Regions from separate parts of the Ctenopharyngodon idella genome. Here region 2 is linked to region 1. Evidence: chromatin contacts called from public Hi-C data. All regions are on one chromosome and are shown on one strand. Each heading gives the region's core, a stretch centred on a gene start, on an enhancer-like site or on the middle of the called end of the contact. The rest is flanking DNA. Distances are from core to core; before and after follow the strand shown.

The links. A called contact is a pair of places that touch in the nucleus more often than the background predicts.
Region 2: a Hi-C map of muscle shows a contact between it and region 1, with 5 times the contacts expected there. The contact joins the promoter of nell2a here to the promoter of tmem117 in region 1. A contact is called at or near these places in 2 of 2 Hi-C or Micro-C datasets (both in muscle).

What each region holds. Positions count from the first base shown.
Region 1 is chr24:4,368,158-4,375,141 of HZGC01, forward strand. tmem117 (transmembrane protein 117) reads left to right here and starts at 2,727. Exons shown (of 8, transcript XM_051885074.1): 1 at 2,727-2,982; 2 at 4,567-4,875. The coding sequence starts at 2,940. twf1a (twinfilin actin-binding protein 1a) reads right to left here and starts at 2,195. Exons shown (of 9, transcript XM_051885078.1): 1 at 2,055-2,195; 2 at 559-636; 3 at 286-464. The coding sequence starts at 2,190.
Region 2 is chr24:4,502,467-4,509,450 of HZGC01, forward strand. It overlaps nell2a (neural EGFL like 2a), which reads right to left and starts at 3,912. Exons shown (of 20, transcript XM_051885067.1): 1 at 3,614-3,912; 2 at 2,913-3,041. The coding sequence starts at 3,659.

The DNA.
Region 1 (6,984 bases), core at 1,477-3,976:
ACTGTTTCCATTATAACTGGAAGGATCAGCATGTAGGCCTAAATAAGTGAAGCAGGTTCCAGATCAGTGTTTATCAGCTCGACACACAGACATCAGTTTATCGTCTCCGTCGTGCCTGGACACGTATGAGAATGTGGGTAAGAATGTTCAGTCGTAGCTGAACCGCCTAAAGATCACAGGAGAACCTTTTCATGTCCTCCAGTTCTGCTGCTTTAAAGAACCAAAACACTGATCTGAAGAACCTGTGACAAAACATCAAGACCTTCATTCATAGTGATCTCTTACGGGCGAGTGGTCAGGTGACCAGGCGATGAAGATCCACTCGTGTCCCAGACTGTTGGTGGAGTCGAGGCGGAACAGGATGTAGCAGGGCAACTCTTTATCCAGCACAGGAAGTAGAAGGCGGTCGTAGTCTTCCTCCCAGCCGCCAGCCGCTGCTTTGGTGAGGCCCAAAACCAGCTCCTCTGAAACCACATCAATAACTCATACTGCGCACTGACTTCTGTCTCTATGAATTTTTAAGTTACAGCTATTAGAGTGTTTATGATTATTAGATACCATTTTCAATCACGATCTTCAGGAGTCTGTACTGTCCGTTCCTGGCATTGCCAAAAACATCCTTGACCTCTTCAGCCGCTGGAAGACAAGAGGACAAACACGTGAACTACACGCAAACACTCGGAAACACACACACACGTAGAATACTGTTTATTGATATTATTTTGATGACTGCAGAAACACTGTCAATGAAATAAAGGAAAATGTTGCATGAAAACAAACACACTGACAATCTTTATTAGTCAGAAATCTGACTTGAAGATTTTGGTTCAAATTTATATTAATATCTAAAGGAACATGTAGGATGTGACTGATCATTATTTCATATAAGCTGCATATTTAATAATAATAATAGTGATGATGATGATTGAGTGATTGAGATATACTATTATAGTTTATTTTTATATGATATCTTAGTCATAATTATGATTTAATATGCCATGATTTTAACTTTTTGTCACAATTATGACTTCTTATGTCATAATTTCGATAAATATGACTTAGCATGTCATCATTTCAGCTTTTTATGACAATTTCTACTTTTTATCTCATAATTGACTTATGTCATAATTTTGACAATTAATGAATTATTACTTTTTTTATGACATCATTTCGACTTTCGTCTCCTAGTTTAGTACGCCCTAATTTCAACTTTTCATCTCATAAAATATGGCTACTATTTCATAATTTTGACTTGTTGTCACAATTTCGACTATTCATCTCATTAATATGACTTAGTATGACATGATTCTGCCTTTTTATATCATAATTATAACTTTGAATGTCATAATTTCAGCTTTTTATGTCATAATTATAACTTTTATGCCATTATTTTGACTTTTTATCTTATAATTAACTTTTTGTAATAATTTTGGCTTCATCTCATAACTGACTCATGTCGTAATTTTGGCTGTTTATGTCATAATTTCGACTTTTCATCTCATAAATATGACTTACTATGTCATAATTTCGACTTTTTGTCACAGTTCCGACTATTCATCTCATAAATATGACTTAGTATGACATAATTCCGCCTTTTTTTGTCATAATTACGATTTATGTAATAATTTCAATAAAAATTACTTAGTATGTCATAATTTCGCCTTTGTATGTCATAACTATGATTTACAAAAGCATGTTTTATTTCTTTATGTGGCGGAATGGGTTTCTATAGATGATCATATATATCACAGTATGGTGATAATATAGGCTGCATATGGAGCGCGAGCGCGCGCGCTGAAGGCGTTGCCCGTGCGCTCGTGATCACTGAAGCACAACTCTGCCCGTCTCTGAACACTGATACGATAAATAAATTATCAAGATGGTTTTATTCGTAAAGGTGAGATCTGAGTGAAACCACTGCTGACAGACGCGGTTTATTCACATTTTCATTGATTTTTCTGAATGAATCTCGCCGCTAAGTGAGTCTATCGCCGCTCGTGCACTGTCATCATACAGATTCAGATGTATAAATCATAAGAATATCTCACTCTTACCCTGAATACCCGTTTGATGAGACATTATTTCACTCGGCGGAGGATGTTTGGAGACTCTCAATCCCGGAAGAAGGAAGCGGAGCAGCGGTGACGTCACGTGTCTCTGTCGCGTCAACCCTCCCTCCGCACTGCGCATGCGCGGACATGATTTGTAAAATTCGTTATTTTATAATTTTTCTCTTAATACTTCTGTGTATATGACTATTTCGTTTTGTTCTCGTATCCTTGTATTCCATAACATTTGTATACAAATATTTAAATAAAGCATAAAAAAAATAAAAATAAATAAAATACTACAGTAAAGTAAGTCATTATTATTATTGCTGAGGAAAAAAAAATATTATATTATTTTTTTATATAATTATTAAATAAAAAATAATAATAATAAAAATGCGATTAGCACCAAAGCAAATGATTTTTGCATTGTAAATTCAAAATAAGAAAACTGCACACATTTATTGTCACCTTTATTTATATAGCGCGTTTTACATATTCACTGTAAAATATTAATTGAGATAATAATATTATTGAGAACAATATTAGTTATATTAATTTCGAATTATTTTTAATTATTATTAAATAAAAAGAAACAACAGTAATAAAAAAATAGATTTACACAACAAATACAGCTGTTAAATAAATAAATAAATACAAATATCAATCCTAACAGAGAGAGACACAGAAAGAGAGAAAGAGAGAGGGAGGGAGAGAGGGAGGTCTGTCTCCATGTTGTGATGATTGTGATGTTTTGCTTCTCCTTCTGTAATCGCATGTGGCGCGCGGACGCGTTGAATGAGGCGCGTGAAATCAGACGCGTTGAATGAGCGGCGCGCGGAGGATTATCATCATCATCATCATCACTGATGTCGGGAGACAAACACTGATATGGCGATGGGTTCTGAATCCGAGTCTCCCCACGACTGTCTGCGTAAGACTCTTTACATGTGTTATCATCTGTGTTTGTGTGGCGCTCTTGGAACATGCTGGAATACTGTGCTTTGATCCGGACGCACGTGCTGCTTTTGATCGAGCCGAGAGTTTAATGAGCTGCTCCCATTAACAGCCATCCACAAACATCCGCTCACGCGCCTACTGCTTTATTCATTACATTATATTCTGTGCACGCGTCATGCAGTGATATCATACGTGTGTATTTGTTGCTGAGATTGATTTGTTTTGACATGTGATTTTTTAAGGGAAGGGTTTCAGCGTTGCACAAGAAGCCATGAGTGTAAACATAACCAATGCACACACACATACTTAACAAATTACATAGATAGATAGATAGATAGATAGATAGATTGCATTGATGGATATGTTTGTATTTATATTATGTGTGTTTTTGCTCTTGTTTGTTCTTTATTTCCTTACAGAAGCCTATCTATCTATTTATCAGTTGAGATATATATATATATATATATATATATATATATATATATATATATATATATATATAATGAAATATTTATTTATATAGACATTTTTATTTATATCCCTTTACAAAACCATCCACACTATATGGGTGATTTCAGGTGTAAATATGTATGTGGGGACATTTGGTGAAAACATGGATATTTGGACACACAGGCTAAATGAGTCCAGCAGCACATGGTTTCCGAGCAGCTGGTTATTCCAGAACTCTTGCGTCATCATCACATATGCTCATGTCAGATATTTTGAGCCACTGATGGGAATGTTAGAGCGTTTGTGTGACATGTCTGTCTATCTGTCTGTCTGTCTGAATGTCTGTCTGTCTGAATGTCTGTCTGTTTGTATGTATGTTTGTCTGTCTGTATGTTTCTCTGAATGTCTGCCTGAATGTCTGTCTGTATGTTTGTCTGTCTGTCTGTCTGTCTGAATGTCTGTCTGTCTGTATGTATGTTTGTCTGTCTGTCTGTCTGTCTGTCTGTCTGTCTGTCTGTATGTTTGTCTGTCTGTATGTCTGTCTGTCTGTCTGTATGTTTGTCTGTCTGTATGTCTGTCTGAATGTCTGTTTGTCTGTCTGTATGTTTCTCTGAATGTCTGCCTGAATGTCTGTCTGTATGTTTGTCTGTCTGTCTGTCTGTATGTTTGTCTGAATGTTTGTCTGTCTGAATGTTTGTCTGTCTGTATGTTTGTCTGAATGTCTGCCTGAATGTCTGTCTGTCTGTCTGTCTGAATGTTTTTATGAAATTCATCCAGTCATGTTTATTGTTTTGGACTGGCACTTGTGAAGACTGTGATTCAGACAGTATAAATTATTATTTCATCCAAAAATCAAAATCATTTACTCACCCAAACCTGACGTTCTTTCCTCAGTGGAACACAAAAAGAGATGATTCGCTGAATGTTCACACTTCTTTACTTTGCAAGTAAAACTCTAAAAAAGCGCCATAAAAATATCATAAAGTGTCTCTTGTTCTGTTTCATGGCACAAAAGAAAGTAATACTTGTTTGTAAGTAATGGTTCACTGCTGATTTACAGTATGAATCTCAGGCCTTTAGATTTAAATATCTGTCTGGTGTCTTTCAGGTGGACGATGTCTGGGCTTCCTCAGGCGGATGGAGATTAACTCCCGCTTCCGCTATTATTTCCAGCACCCGTGGTCCCGTCTGGTCGTGGCCTACCTGGTCACCTTCTTCAACTTCCTGGTCTTTGCAGAGGACCCAGTGTCGCACAGCCAGACAGAAGCGCATATGATCGTAGTGGGAAACTGCTTCTCATTCGTGGTGAATAAATATCCCGGAGGAGGCTGGAACGTCCTCAAAGTCCTGATGTGGATCCTCGCCATCATCACGGGCCTCATCGCCGGGAAGTTTGTGTTTCATCGACGCTTGTTTGGTACGTCTGTGATTTAATTTCTTTTGATATGCTGAAGTAAATTTCTATTCTATTCTGAATTTATCCTGCCTTTTTAATTATTTATTTATTTATTTATTATTGGGGTAAAAGTATGACCTGGATGTTTTCATAAAATTCATCTCATTTTGATTCTGTATCCTGAAATTACTTTTTTTTTTTAAATCATGGTAGTATGCCAATCAGAATCCTTCCTGCTTTAAAGATCTCGAACATTTAAAGCGACAGACGACAAAACTGCAGCACGCTTATAATAAACAGAATTGTTACAGTTATCGGTGTAGTATTCTTTATAGTTATCGTTCTTGGTGTGAACTGGCTTTCACATGGACTTGTGTGCGTGTGTGTGTGTGTGTAACGGGCCGATTGAGAGTGTTTTGTGTTTTCAGAGCTCCTGTGTGATAAATGATGCATCTCATCTTCAATCTGAACATGCCTGCATGAATCTCATTAATAATAAACATCCAGACGTTAGATAATAACAGCCGTCTGAGTCCTCGAGAAGTTTTTGTACATTTTAAGTCAACATGAAATCAAAATTGACCTTGTTTACTTTGTAAGTACACATTAGCATTGGCTCTTTTTCATGCATTAAAATGTTTAAGTGATAAACAGCAATATATACCTGCGTATATTTTTACTGTGTGTTGGTATATTAGTGCATATGCATGAAATCATCCTTCTGTTCATTTAGTGTGTTTGTTCATTGATCGCTGTGATTTTTAATTGGGCCCAAATGGAATCAACACACTTTTGTTGTATTTTCTGTGCAGGGTTTTGGGTTTGATTTAATTTGTTGAACTAAACATGGTAAAGTGTGTTAAATGATTTATTAAATTAATTTAAATGAGCTCAAAACATTAAATGAGTGCAGTGTAGAACAGCCCATGCAATTATGCAGAAATCAGGGAATGTTCTGTGGAGATTCAGATGTGGATGAAAAAATAATTAACAGCATAGAAGTAAAACAGGAGGGATTTCAAAGAAAACGATGTAATCACGTCTGAATCGAATGAACTTGATGCTTGTTGACAGTGTGTGATAAATGTTGTTCTATGAGCCTTCAGACCTCATATATAGATGTCGAATTAATATACGATATAAATTGGACTATATAACAAACACAGACTGAATCTCATTGCTGAAGTGTGCTGATGATGTTCAGGTGTTTGTAGGCATCAGTAGATGGCAGCATTGAGTCAATGAACACATCCACTGCTCTGAGATCAGTATATACCTTTAGCATCCCCAAAAGTATTTGTTCTTGCACTTATAAATGTCTGAATGTGACAAATAGTGTCATTTATTGTTCAGAAAGAAACATGTGTTGTGTTGTGCTGAATCAATAGTTTGCATGAACTGCACCTGTTCATTCACTAAAACACCAGGAGAGAAAATATCGTTTCAGACACTTGATCTGATGAATCACATTCAGAAGAGTGAATCAGTAATTTTTTGGGAAAATCTCTCTCGAGCTCTTGATATGAATGTCCTTCATTCATCATTGATGATCTGGAGGTGTGTGTTTTATTCCAGTGGAATGTCTATCGATTGACTCATGTCTCGTTTTATGGATGTCTGCGAGTGTTTTCAAATATGTGAAACGTTGTGCTGGAAAATGAGCTGCTGAATAAAGGAACGGCCGCACGTGTCTTCAAGGACTTTACAACTGAGGTTTGAAAGGGATATTCTCTCCTTTTGACATGAGTTTGTAGTGGTATTTACAATATACTACCAGTCAAAAGTTTGGAATAATTAAGATGTTTTAATGCATTTTAAAGAGTCTCTTCTGCTCACCAAGATTGCATTTTTTTCAAAAATACAGTAAAAATTGTGAAATATTTTTACTATTTAAATCAGCTGTTTTCTATGTGAATATATAGTAAAGTGTAATTTATTCCTGTGATCAAAGCTGGATTTTCAGCATCATTACTCCAGTCTTCAGTGTCACATGATCCTTCAGAAATCATTCTGATATGATGATTTGCTGCTCTAGAAACATTTATGATTATTATTAATGTTTTTCAGGATTTTTTGATGAATAGAAATTTCAAAAGAACTTTATTTGAAAAAGAATCTTTTTGTAACATT
Region 2 (6,984 bases), core at 2,662-5,161, 140 kb after region 1:
ATGGAACCGTTTGTGGTCCAAATCCCGGCTCAGACTCCCTCCACCTGCATGAATGCCCTGCTGTCCCAATTAGAAGGGAAAGGTTCAGCCCGCGGCTCTCTGATTTTATCCTGCTGGTCTCCACGGCCTTCCCACTGTCACTTAGAGCATATCTCTCCGGCGCGCCGACAAGAAACACAGCGTTTAATGCCTGTAATGATGCAACTATGAACTCTGTGTGTGTGAGTTTGCATTCGCTGCGTAGGTGTGCACACAAATATCTGAGATGATATCAAGCAACAACAGAGCGCTGGCCAGAGTATTTATAAATGCATGCATGGAAGGAAGAGTAAATGACAATGAGACAAAGAGAAAATATGTCTGCAGAGAAATAATGAGAAAGAGCCGGCTGATTAAATTACTTCATCTGTCTTCACATTCACATCTGCCCCACAGGCACAATGATCGCCGGTCTAATGAGCTCAGGTGAGCGGAGACACATGAAGAAATCTAAAACAGAAGATCTACAATCAAGTGTGTACGCAAATATGATTCTGACTGAACTGAATGTGAATTCACGAGCCCATATTATGCCCTTACAAAGTCTTGATGTTGTTTTTGGGCTCTACTAGAACAGGTTTTCCTGCTTGAATGTTGATTATTTTCCTCATATTCTCCATTGTTGCAGCTCCTCTCTTCCCAGTCTGTCAGTAACGCTCTGTTTAGTTCCTGTCTCTATGAAGCCCCTCCTTCTGAGAAGGACAATGTGCTCTGATTGGTCGGCTGGAGCAGTGTGTTTTGATTGGTGTTTGGGAAATGTCCCGCCCATTACAATAACCGCCAGTTTCAACACACTACTAACTAACTCAACCAGGCCCCGCCCCTTTAATCTGCATATGAATTATTTAAATGAGGAATATTGTGAAGAAAACTCAAGACTACAATGGAGGCGTTTCAGGGAGTTCAGAAACAGTGATGCTGATTTAGAGAAGCTCCCGCTGGAGGGACTTTGCAAAGCTTTTTCATGCTCAAACAGCAACATTACACGCTAAAGAAAGATGAACATGAAAAAAAGCATAACAGGTCTTCTTTAACTGAAAACATTTGCAATGCATTTTACTTCTTTAACGTATGGAAGCAAGTTTCTGCTACTGAATAAAAAAAAAATTATAATTGCGACATTTTAACTTGCAGTTCTGACTTTTTTTTCTCAGAATTGTTTAATATAAACTCGCAATTGAGAGAAATATAGTCAGAATTGCGACAAACTCACAATTGCATGATATAAATTTACAATTCTGACTTTGATCTCAGAATTGTTTATATGTTGCAATTCCGACTTTTTTCTCAGAATTATGTTGCAATTCTGACTTTGATCTCAGAATTGTGTTTATATCTCGAAATTCTGACATTCTGTTTGTCGCAATTCAGACTTTTTTCTCACAATTGCAAGTTTGTCGCAGTTCTGACTTTTTTCACAGGATTGTTTGTCGCAATTTAGACTTTTTTTCTCAGAATTGCAATATATTGTGAGTTTATATCACAATTCTGTGAAAAGAAGTCAGAATTGCGAGATGTAAATCACTACTTAATCTATAATAATAATATGCACTAATGAATCATTCAAGGTATATTAAGACGGTAAATAGTGTCAATTTTCTCTGGACTTTAAAGAAAGATTCAAACGTGAAATGTGAACTTTTTGCATAAAAAGTTTCAATATATTTAAACAAGATGTCAAGCTGCAAGGTCATTATGAGCGGATATTGCACAACTGCAAATTTAACCATGTAAAACAGCTGAATGTTACACAACAGCAGAGTCATGGCTTTTCTTCGAGTTTTATTGCCCAGAGCAGCATCTGCAGTGCCAGCACAAATCACACAGCAAAACTCTCAAATGTGAAGCTCACAGCATCCCAACCTTGCGACTTGTTGCATCATAGCGCGCATCCCAAAACAGGTCATTATTTGTCAACAGCAGAACTCACTGGAGATAAACTGTACACACAGATCTGTGTATCGTCTGAGGACTAATCTCATTATGCGCCCCATTATTCTCCAGCGTCTGTTTCCATAAAGAGCCACGGCCCTTTGTTTCCAGAGAGGCTCTCAATTGTCAGGGGCCCCATGAGGGTCCATTCATCCCACAGAGACCAGATGCAAAACAAACAGCTGCCGTTAGACACGGTTACGCAGCTGTTTAGAGCGGCTTGTGAAATGCTTAAATATATCGGTAAGACTTTACAGTATGGTTTCATTCAGCATGAACTAACAATGAAAAACACTATAATAAGGTTTTAGCTCATTGTTTGTTATTGCATCTCTTCTGGGACCATATTGTAAAGTCTTACCAATATATCTAATATTATAAATGGGCATTTTTGCATTTTCAATTGAAGTGCACGCAGATTCGCAGAATATGCAATATTAGTGTCAACCGAACATTGACATTATTCCTGACACTAAATTTATGAAGAATCCCATCTAAAGCAACAAAAATATGTTCTAAGAACGTTTTTCTAACGTTCCCATTAAGTTATGAACATTTTCTCATAATGTCTGTTTTAAAAATGTTTATTCTTGGTTATGTGAACGTTAGAGGAAACATTAATGGAATGCATTTTGCATGTATTATGGAAATGTTACTTTTGAATGTTCTCATTTAAAAAGTAGTAACATTTAAAAAACATTAGACTAAAATGTTTCAGAAAAACGATGTACAACTAATGTTTTTGAGAACAGAACTTTGAACGAATGTTCTACTAACGTTACTGGAAGAACATTTGCTCAGAACCTTGTCAGAACGTTTCCTGTTAGCTGGGAAGCACAGATCCCAAGAGGAACATGTTCTCCCCCAAATTTTGGAAAACCTCATATAATGTAGTTGTCAATAATGCAATTTCCTGTTTGTTTTCAATCCTACAGTCTTACCTTGGAACAGGAATGCTCTGGTGTCATCATGGAAGCCTTGCACCTGTGTCACGCCGGAAAACCCTTCTCCAGGACTGAACTCCTGAAACACGCTGATCCGAACCGCTGGATCCACTCCGAACGCAGCCACTTCAACACAATCACAACATACAGCATTAAGACAAAGAAGGAAGTAGATCGCAGTGTTGGTGTTGCAGCCTCAGGTTCAGACCAATGCATTTCCAGCACTTCTCCAGTCGTTTGCATTTACTGCATAAGGATTTTTTAAAAAATCACTGCATTTAGATGGAACAGCAATGACTTTTTCATGACTTTCATTGACTTTTCCAGGCCTGGAAATCAAAATTCCTTGATATTTCCAGGTGGGAAGCCTAAACTGGAAAAAATTACTTGTAAATTTCACAGTTAAAGAAAGAAACAGCAAGTGACCCATTGAAATAAACGTGAAATTTTGAAGTAGAAAGACTGATATATATTTTCTTGTATCAATTTTACAGTTTTGCATATATTATGTGCTTAATGTATGTAATTATAATAACCATAACAAGCACAGTGATGATGTTAGCAGCTCTATATCTCTGATTACAGGCTTTGATCGCTCCATGGAGATGAATGCATGACATGAAATCGCTGATAATTGCCATCTGTACTCATAATCAACGGATCAGACTATAATAACTGATGCTGATCTCTCTGCCTACCTGCTGCCGCGCAAAATAATCCAACAAACAACTGCAATAATCCCATGGTGAATAATGCAATTAGTCCATGTTGCGATACTCCACGAAAATGCAATCACATATACGCAGGATTGTTCCTCCTCATTCAAACATTCCCACTGGATGAGAGGAGCATCACCGGAACTTAACGCGCGAATATTCCGTGAGGAGAAGCACCGGAGCCGCACAGGTGGTTCTGCTGGGTTATTGCGCAGCGCAGCGCATCAGACTGACTGCAGACCGACCGCGAGGATCCACCAGCCTTCTTCTGCTCTGCTCAGCCTCCCTCCGGCTGAGAGAGAGAGAGAGAGAGAGAGAGAGAGAGAGAGAGAGAGAGAGAGAGCTCGTAATCCCCCTGGTGGCTCTACATGGAAGCGCGCGCACTGAACATTCAGACTTTGCATACGCCGCGCGCTCAGACGCAACGCAGCTGTTGGACGCACACGCTGCATCGCGTTTAATGCTTTTTTGACATGTAAAATCAGGGCTGTAGGTAGGGTTTTATAATTTTAAGACGTGTGAAGGCTAAAGAAAAATGGATAACAATAACTTATCAGTGGGCAGTAGTTTATTTGTTAAAACCTGCTCTCTCTCTCCTCATCTCCATCATCTTTATCTTTCTTTTTCTCTCAGTCTGCTTATGTATCTCTTCCCCCCTAAAGCTGAGCTTTGAATCAGTCAGTCTTTTAATTTTTGTGTCAGTAAAGAAAGTAAACGTAATTCAACTGATAATTTAATAAAGGCTACGGAAAGCTATGTACTCCATTTTATTACACTCATTTACAATATGTGCACATTCATTATTAATCTTATGCCTAAAATAATGTAAACGGCTTCGTTAATGTTTTTTGTCTCGTCACATTGATAGTGTTACATTAGGCCTACATGAATCACGTAAATTATGCCTATTTTCGATTCAAAATGGCGAAATTAGACAAAAGACAAAAATTTGAGGGGTCTGTAGTGAGTATACTGTGATTTTTCCTTTTTTCCCTCCCAGCCTCATACTCCCGTCCCATAGCGACACCCCATAAGCACCACCACACTATTGCATCTGATCTAAGCTACATGTAATTGAGAGCATTCTGAAACAATGCTTATGTGAGTGTTATCAACATGTCAACATGTCATATTTTGCACTGTAACTGGTATTAAAGCGGAGGAGCGTCAGGCTGCCGCTTCTCTTGAACTGAGGCTACAGCGATCTGTCGCGTCACATTAAAGAGCACCAAATCTGTATTCTCGTGCTTTTTTAAGTGGGTATACGGAAATCCTTGACTTTTCCTAGTGGGTACAAAGCATATACCTGCGTATCACGTAGACTACACCACTGGGGGGATCCCCCTAGGGAGAAATCGCAGGGGCCCCCCAGGCCCGCGGGGCCCCACGCAATTGCATGCTTTGCGTGGTGGGTAAACACGCTACTGTCCAAGACCAAGTTCTGTCTATTTGAATGGGGGAATCCTGACATCTCAAAAAGTGCTTGCTGAACTCGCAATTAAATAACATATTTCAACTCAACAACAAAATCTGACATGAACTAAATGTTTCTTATGCTCAAATAGTGTTAAAAAAAAGCTTATTTTTCAAGCTCGACGAGCCATTGCGCATGTGCAGTCCTAGGGCAAGTCTCAGGTTTCTATGGGAACCGGAGCTTCTGATCAGGGTTACCAGGTTTTCACAACAAAACCCGCCCAATTGATCCTCAAAACTAGCCCAATCTCATTCCGCGATTACGCGATGACTTTACCAACCAGCGACTGTCTCTTTTACTTAGAAGGCGGGACGTATTCCACCATATAACGTGTTGCAGTTTCTCCCATTCACAAGTAATAGGAGTGAACAGTCTTTCTATATCTAGTCTTTGGTTAATACTATATTAGGCAATTATTTCACAACCTTATGGCCATGTGTAAAATGCGTAACTCTCTTTATTTGCGGATCTCTCGTGAAACATCTATTATATAACATCTGTTATATAACATTGACTCGTATATTTGAATACATAGGCAAGACCTGGGTTATCACAATTTCTACACCAGTGAATATTTCTCAGGATGGATGGATGGGTCGATTGATTGATTGATTGATTGATTTGCTGTGTTTACATATGTTGATTCATGTTGCAGATTTATTAAAATAAAGTTGACTATTTATTTGTTTGCTGCATGCTTAACATACGTGTGTTGATTGATGATATAGATTTATTATTATATAGTTGAGTTATTTATGTTGAAACGCACTCTAAAGTCTCTGTTGAACATTTCCATGGATATTGTCATGATATAGATTCAATGTATAGTTGAGTCTTGTCTTAAAGGGATAGTTCATCCAAAAATGAAAATTCTGTCATCATTTACTCACCCTCAGGGAGGTCCAATCCTGTATAAATTTCTTTGTACTGCTGAACGCAAAGGAAGATATATTTGCTCCATTTTAGACAGTTTTAAACTAGCTGTTTTACATAGTGATCCCCACTCAAGCTTTAACCATGTAATGGTGAAGGTGCTGAGCTGCTAACCTAAAGGTTTTGAGTTCACTTCCAGAAAAGTTTGACCTAGAAATGTCTCTGAAACACAAAACCGGTTTCATCTTACTCATATAGTCCCAAGCGCAGAGTCCCCAGTGTGCTGTTATGCTTATATATAACTGAACAGGGTTGTTTTCTCTTTATTAAAATGCATCAGTTCTCAGAATCACACAGTTTCAAACCCACAAGTCCAGCTGTGAATATAATGTGAGCGTTGTTTTAGTTATCAGGTGCTGGTGTGAAGCAGATCACGGCATTTTGTCATATCATGATTCTTGAAACGCTGTGAATTGATTTTTCTCTCATGTGGTCAGTTTTGACTTGAACATGACAGAGACTCTTTCAGATCTGGCCTCAAACACACGCTGTGACGGCTGTTTGAGAAACTTCACCTCACTGCGAGTACATTACACCGTCGTTGACCTTTCTCTTATACAACTGAACACACAATGCAATCAATCTTTACAATCACTATGATTACTCTCGCTGGCAATTTTTCAATTTCAAGGTTTTGCGCAATATAAAAAACTACCACTATAAAATACTTAGAAATATATTACATATATATAATTTATTGTAAATAAAAAAAAGAAGAAGAAAATACAAAAACTGTGCCAGGAAAAAATAAGGTGCCAGTAATGATAAAAAAAACTAAAATATAAAATTAATTAATTAATTAAATTTTTTTTTTTAATTTAATTTACCTATATACTTATTATTAATATTAGAAAGTAATGATTTATATTTACATTTTTGTGTGCATATATATTTGCTTTTATAAATATTATAATTATTATTTATATTATATTATAATATTATAATT